Regions from separate parts of the Mus musculus genome. Here region 2 is linked to region 1. Evidence: chromatin contacts called from public Micro-C data. All regions are on one chromosome and are shown on one strand. Each heading gives the region's core, a stretch centred on a gene start, on an enhancer-like site or on the middle of the called end of the contact. The rest is flanking DNA. Distances are from core to core; before and after follow the strand shown.

Region 1 (3,437 bases), core at 665-3,164:
CATGTGTGTTTACATGTGCACATGTGTGTGCGTGTGTGTGTGTGTGTGTGTGTGTGTGTATGTGTGTGTGTGTGTATGTGTGTGTGTGTGTATTTCCAGACAAGAATCAGAAGCCTCTGAAGGTCAAATTATTAGAGCCAGATAGAGCTCAAGTATGAGAAAATAATCTTAAATTCCAAGTGAAACTAAATCTTCCAATTTGGTAGATTCTATCTAAGACATTTTGCAACTCAACAGTTGACAATCATAAAATAGCTAAAATCGTTCTTTAAAAATGAGAGGAGTGGCATAGTTTGCTGTTGGAATCCTCATTGTCCATGTTCCACTGGCTTTTAACTATGTTTGGGTCCGATGTACAATGCCAGTGAGCCATACTGATGTTTGTGTGAGAAGAGGGAATCTACTCCCTGGAATCCAGCCTTCTAGATTCATCCTGCAATCATTTCACCTGGAGGTACTTCTTCCTTTCATAGTGCAGCTGTCTCTCGGTATCTATTAGTTGTGATTGGGGTAAATCCTTGTGGATATCATGGCGTTCAAGTCCCTAATATAAAATCGCACAGCATTTACATTTATCTTATGTAATCCTACATGTATTTCAAGTCACTTCTAGCTTGTTTATAATACTAACTATTACTATGTTTATGCTATGTCAGTAGTTGTTACACTCTATGGTCTAGCAGATACAAGGTGTCATCTGTACTGCAAACAGGGGGCATGAATTCTTAGCACCAATGGGTTCCTCCATTCTTTCTTCTTTCTAGACAATATCACCTTCCCTCTGCCACTTCCCACTCCCTCTACAAAGTACTTGCTTTCTTCTTTGCCTTCTGTGAACCTTTTCCTATTTTTAGGGAATCCACAAGTTCTGAGTGCAAGAAGTCAGAGTGGGGTCAAGGATGCATTCAGGTGATTTCAGAAACAAATGTGATTTCAGAAGCCAGCAGCACAGAGTGTGAGGCCACCTTTTTGAAGTGCCATGTGCAGGAACAAATAAAATGCAAAAAATAAAAAAAAACCAAAAATAAACACAAAATAAAAATAAAACAAAATAAAACACAATGATTCAGTATCTCCGTGTGTTAACCCAGAACTCTGAAGTGTAGATCGATGAGAAGGAAACATAAGAGTGGGTGATAGCTCATCAGATATCCTCAGTTTAACTGCAGAGTAATGCAAATCCAGTTGTCAATGAATGACAATTCTTCACAAATACTGTTTGAGCACATCAATTTATTTCTCTGGGCGAAGTTCCTTTAATGAATATTAACCAATACCTTCTTTATAATAAGAATCGGGAAGTTGGGTGTAGTAGTTTATGTCAGTCTAAGGCAGAGGGCTTACTGTGAGTTTGAGCCTAACCTGGGATATAGAATGAGACCTTGTCTCAAAAAACGAACATGAAAACTAAGCAAAAGTTAAAGAGAGATGAGGATTGTTGAAGCACTTCACAGGGCTCTCTAGTGGGTTTGGAGGGACTCCCATATCAGTGGTATCTTCCAGGCTTTTTGGAGTAGTTTCCTGGGAAAAATGTCAAATCTTTATTAAAATAGAGCACAGCTCTTAACTCAGGGCTATTTTATTTGTGTAGCTCTTGCTGGAAAATTCCTCTTGCCTAATGTTATCAAATGAACTGGCTAAAATCTAGAGAAAACTGCTCATAAAACTGATAAGAACCCTGCCTTAAACAGCTTCATTTGAACTTTATGCCAGTGCCCTTGAGAAAGTGGGTCTGTATGTTTATAATCTTCCAGTTGAACACAGTCCTGCGTGGTTGGGTAACATTTGACCTTGAAAGGTTGTTCTGAAAGTCATGTTTCTCCCTCTTGCTGGCCATGCTGTTATCTGTGCATCAGTGAACACATTATCATGGCAGCGCTTCAGGAATGTGCAGAATAGCTGAGGAGCCTGAATACCACAGCAGTTTTACGTCTGCTAGGCTGTTACTACCAGTCCACTGGATCCATTGCCCAGAAGTCTGCTGTACTGCACATGCAGGAGACATGAACTTCATGACTTGGTCACTTTCAAGGGCATCTCAAAGTGTTGGCCAACACGGCTAGATTGTGGAGAATCTCCTCTTGGAGTAAGTTAACTCCTTAAAAAAATGCTTATGCCCTTTGGCTCTTATTTTGGATTAGAAAAAATGAATTTTGAGATCTCAAAGAAGTACTCAAATTAGACAGTATAAATGTAGTCCAGTAAAATAGTAGTTAATGGCATTGATGATAAAGTCAGTCTTCAGTTTAAACTCTATCACTCATTAGGTATATGGACCTGAAGGCCATGATTTTTTTTTTTTTTTTTAATCTGACCTTTAGTTTCTTGCTGTTTGAGATGGGAAGAATCAGAGCTTGCTAGCGATGCATCCATCAATCATCTGGGGGTTTTTTATGTTTAAGAGGATGATGTAAGCCCTGTACTTGCTATACTAAAAAGCAAGGAGAATTTGGTGACTTCTCGATGTTAATATCCACTTTGTTCAACTTCAGAGTTGTTGAAAGTAACAATCATAGCTCATTGTTCTTTATATTTCTCTTGTGAAGAAGAATGCCATGGGCAGAAGAGGTCATCAAGAACTATCACTGAGCACCTGTTTGCTTTTGGAAGCATTTTGTCCTCAATTCTGTTCCACTAGTGATTCCTTTGAGGGGGACAGAATGAGACCTTTATTTTCTTTATATTTGGTGAGAAGTCACATAGTATAAAAAATAGTTTTAGTATTTTGCAGATTTTTGTGAGCATCTGAAAGTTGGTTCTATTTTTCATAAGAACTTTTGGCAACAGTGAAAAAGTACAAGAAATAAAAGAACAAAAGGAACTCAAATGCCTGCAGACAATGGAACATTCTCTAACCAATGTGCCAATGCTCTCTGTCCTTGTCCTAGTGAATATTAGCACTCTATGTCTCATAATAGTTTCTCTCTCTCTCTCTCTGTCTGTCTCTGTCTCTCTCTGTGTATGTGAGTGGACTGATAACTTCTAGATCATCCTTTCTTTCCAACTTCCTAATTATTAATATGATCTTGACTGAAATGGAGCTTGTTAAGCCCATAACCAAAGGTTTGGTGTCAATATTTATGATGTGGCTGGGAAACTCAGAAGGGAGTTGAAGAGAGGGTTATCTCAGTCTTACATGAGCCACAGAAACTCCATGGTTTCCATAGAGCACATATTTCTTTTTCACTGCCATTTTAGGTAAATAAGAAAGACTGCAAGGCTCTGTATATTTAGAGGCAGAAAAGGAGGCTCCCAAATTAAATGGATTCTTATTTTGGGGATAATTTTCTCAGTTACCCTAAATTTCTTACCATATAGGAGTGTCCGAGACCCTCTGGTCATTGTGGAATATAATCTGATAATCTGATGATTTATAAAGAATAAGTTTATTTACTTTATAGAATTGAACTAAATGTACATACATTATACTACCAATG
Region 2 (3,437 bases), core at 247-2,746, 150 kb before region 1:
AATAGGGAGTTCCCTGGCTGCCACCTTTCAAATCACACAACAACAGGTGTACATTTAAATGAAAATTGATGGGGGTGTTGGTAGGGATGGGTTGCTATCACTAGGAATATTTTCTTTCCCATATCTGGGTTCTCAGCCTCTTAGTGCTAGAACAAAGTTATGCTTTTAACTATTGCTTCTTGATCAAAGATCTTTTCCAAAGAACATCGTAAACACTAGTAATTTAAATGCTGTTAGCCTAGGGAGTACAACCTCCAAAGGTGACATCTTTTTGAAAAGTCTATTGATTGTCAGTGATGCCCGTAGAATCTGATGAAGTTTTGCTAAACCTTTTTCCGGAGAAGCTTTTTCGAAGGGCCAAGTTGCATAGCTCATCTAGGAAGTTTCCTGCAATGTGTGCACTCCACGTGTCCCTTATGGACAGAGGACGCTCACTGGAGCACTCCTCTCAGGATGATATGCCTGGTCTGGAGAAACGTTATGTAGAAAAGATGTTTCTTTCACAGACGGCTCTGAAACACTGCCGACTATCTAGAGACTCACAAAACTCTGAACATTGCTTTCTAGAGTTGGGTTGTAGAGGGCATGCTTCTCCTTCTCTCCTCACCTCTCTCTGCTCTGTGGCTGATGTAACTAGTTCCTCTACAGTTTTCTTCAAAGGACTGGGTGAAAGGGCTTGAGAACCACCTCTGTTTAAAGGCTGTATAATCCACCTTTCTAGAAGGATATTCTGAGGCACTGTAAAACACCCCATCCCAAATAAAGAAAAGCTTTGGGTTCCATGTTTATGGCTTTCTTCTCCTCCCTCCCTCCCTTTCTCTCATCCTTTCTTACTCTCAGTTTCCTTACCTACTATCATGTTGCTTTCTGGTTGTTCTGTGTTTATTTCTCTAAATCGGATGATATCTACCACACCCACAGACACCTCTGTCTGCATTTTCCTGTCCTTACCATCAAGTGGGAAACTGGATAAGTGCCAATACTTGATTATTGAATGACAAATCATTTCCATATTGTGAATCTTTGATTTTTCAAGAATCACATCTCTGGAAGTAGGATATGACTCTGAGTCATCTCAGATAATTTTATGTGTAGTGGAGCCAATATTGTGGTTCAAGTAAGACTAGACTATCAACTAGGGTTAGATGTGAAACTTACATACTGTAAATTTATTGATTGGACATACCAATATGGTCAAAGAAAGTACTGGAAAGATGAAGACTATTAAAAGAGAGGCACAAGGCTTGCTTTCTGGGAAGGCATGCCAGTGTAATAGCATTGACTGCTGCTCTTAGGAGGGCCAGATTTGGGTTAATGCCATACTGTTGCTACTTTGAAATTCATGATGTTTTCTTTGAACAAAAGATCTGTGTTTTCATTTGGCCCTGGTCTTGTGAGTGAAGTGGCTGGTCCTGAGATCTCATAAGACAGTGGGAGCCACGAGGGCCAAGGTCAGAGACACTGCACAGAATGTCTATATACAGAAGGTCATTAGAGACAGCCTTGGCTGTCAGTAGAACTAATCTGATCCGGTTGGGCTGAGCTTCTGTCATGACGCAGGCAGCTCCTCAAGGCTGGAGAAAACTGACCTTGGACTGGGAATGGAAAGCCTTCTGGGGAAGAGTTTTCAGGGAGCAAATCAAGTAGGATCGTTCCCCTCTGAGGCCATGGGAGAGAAGAGGCTGACTTACAGGGCCAGAAGGCTGGGACATCTTGGAAGCACGAAGACATACATTCCAGTTCAGAGTAGCATAACCTGAAGGACAGGAAAAGAGTCTTCAGGCATTTCTAGTCTTGTCCTTAATTAGGGCCTCCAAAGGACAGTCAGAGGAATTCCTGTGAAGTCATACACAGGGGACAAACATTTTAACCCCGGTTGGAGTATAATTTAAAATCGACAAAACCTTACCCTGTTTCCCCAGTAGACTTGTAGATGAAAAGGGAGTCAATTATATACCGAGGACAGTGACTAGGACTACCTCAAATTACTTCTTCTTCTTTTTTTTTTTTTGACAACTTTCATAGGTTTGCCTGTTCTTCTTTACATCTGACTCCCTGCAATATCTTTAAAACCAGATTGGCCTGCACGCTTCTGAAGTGTAGAGGGAAATGGGGGAGGTGGCAAACATATATTGTACCTTAATGGTGACCATGGGAAAATGCCTGCCTTGGGGAGAAAAAAAATTACAAAATGCAGATTTAAGAAAGAAAAGAGTCTCTTCCTTCTTTCTTTCTTTCTTTCTTTCTTTCTTTCTTTCTTTCTTTCTTTCTTTCTTTCTTTCTTTCTCTTTCCTTCCTTCCTTCCTTCCTTCCTTCCTTCCTTCCTTCCTTCCTTCCTTCCTTCCTTTCTTTCTTTCTTTCTTTCTTTCTTTCTTTCTTTCTTCCCTTTTTATTTTTCTCTTTTTTCGTTTGGTTTGTTCTTGAGACACAGTTTCTCTATGTATCCCTGGCTGTCCTGGAATTTGCTCTGTATTAAGGCTGGCCTTAAACTTAGACCTACTTGCCTCTGCCTACTGAAAGTGCTGGTTTTAAAGGTCTGTGACAACACAGTCTGGCTGGGATTCTTTTTAATTTTGATTCTGTTTAATTTCTGGCTAGTCCAGAGAAGGAAAAAGTGTTCTTGGGTGGTAAAGTGACTTCCAAATAGTCCCTAAGAATGCTTTGAGGGTCTTTGAAATATCTGGGAGGGACAAGAGGAAATCCGAGTGTACTGTCTCCCAGAGGGTTGTTTATGTGTGTTCTAGGAGGTGCTTTTATACTACCTCTGATGTATCTAAAACTGATTAACTTGCCAAATGATGGAGCCATGTTGCCCTAATCAATCAAACAGAAACAGTGCTTTCTAGTGAAGTGTCCACCTTGGTGTTTTGGGTGAAGACGCTGCAGTTGAGCCCAGACATCCCCATTCCCTGTGTGCTGTCTTCCTGGAAGTATGATAGGACTTGCCCCTAGGTATGATAGAGGACCATTAAGAGTCTTCAAGCTTGCCAGTCTCTGCTATTGCAATGGTTCCCGTTGAACAAATGCCAGGTATTAGGAACCTGGGCTGCACCCAAGGACTGGGCAGGAAAGTGAAAAGATGGGGAGGGTGAGTGGGATGTTTTTCTCAGCCTCTAGTCTGGATGTCTGAGTATAGGAAAGAAGAGAGAAAGGGAGGTAACAGCAGGATTCTTGAGAACATCTGAGGGAGAGAACATGCTTGTATGAAAGTCATGATGGCACTTGTGAAAACGGGAAGCAAAGAGAAGTGGATGACGGGCCAGGTAAAGTCAAGTCAAATTCCGAATTAGGTGTTAAGGACAATAGATATGTCAGAGAAAACACATGTAGAGCTGTGGTGGCTCTAGATACTATCATGGCCATTCTGTATCCATTCAACAAATACCGAAGAAATTCACTGAGAATATTTACTAGCTGGGTTTGGTGGCACAGTCTTT

The links. Hi-C and Micro-C count contacts between places; a contact is called where the count stands out from the background.
Region 2: a Micro-C map of granulosa cells shows a contact between it and region 1, with 6 times the contacts expected there. The contact joins two enhancer-like sites. A contact is called at or near these places in 4 of 484 Hi-C or Micro-C datasets (the C10 cell line, Sertoli cells, granulosa cells and 1 more).

What each region holds. Positions count from the first base shown.
Region 1 is chr10:17,409,863-17,413,299 of GRCm38.p6, reverse strand. No RefSeq gene overlaps it. Among named protein-coding and RNA genes, the nearest start is that of Gm32656, 250 kb to the left of the region's middle. Within about 2 kb of position 1,914, at least 22 of the 459 cell types and tissues checked have an H3K27ac peak or open chromatin away from gene starts, as enhancers often do. A contact at or near this core is called in granulosa cells, where this site is marked.
Region 2 is chr10:17,554,665-17,558,101 of GRCm38.p6, reverse strand. The region is part of intron 3 of Gm32543 (a long non-coding RNA gene); the gene reads left to right. Among named protein-coding and RNA genes, the nearest start is that of Gm32656, 100 kb to the left of the region's middle. Within about 2 kb of position 1,496, at least 11 of the 459 cell types and tissues checked have an H3K27ac peak or open chromatin away from gene starts, as enhancers often do. A contact at or near this core is called in granulosa cells, where this site is marked.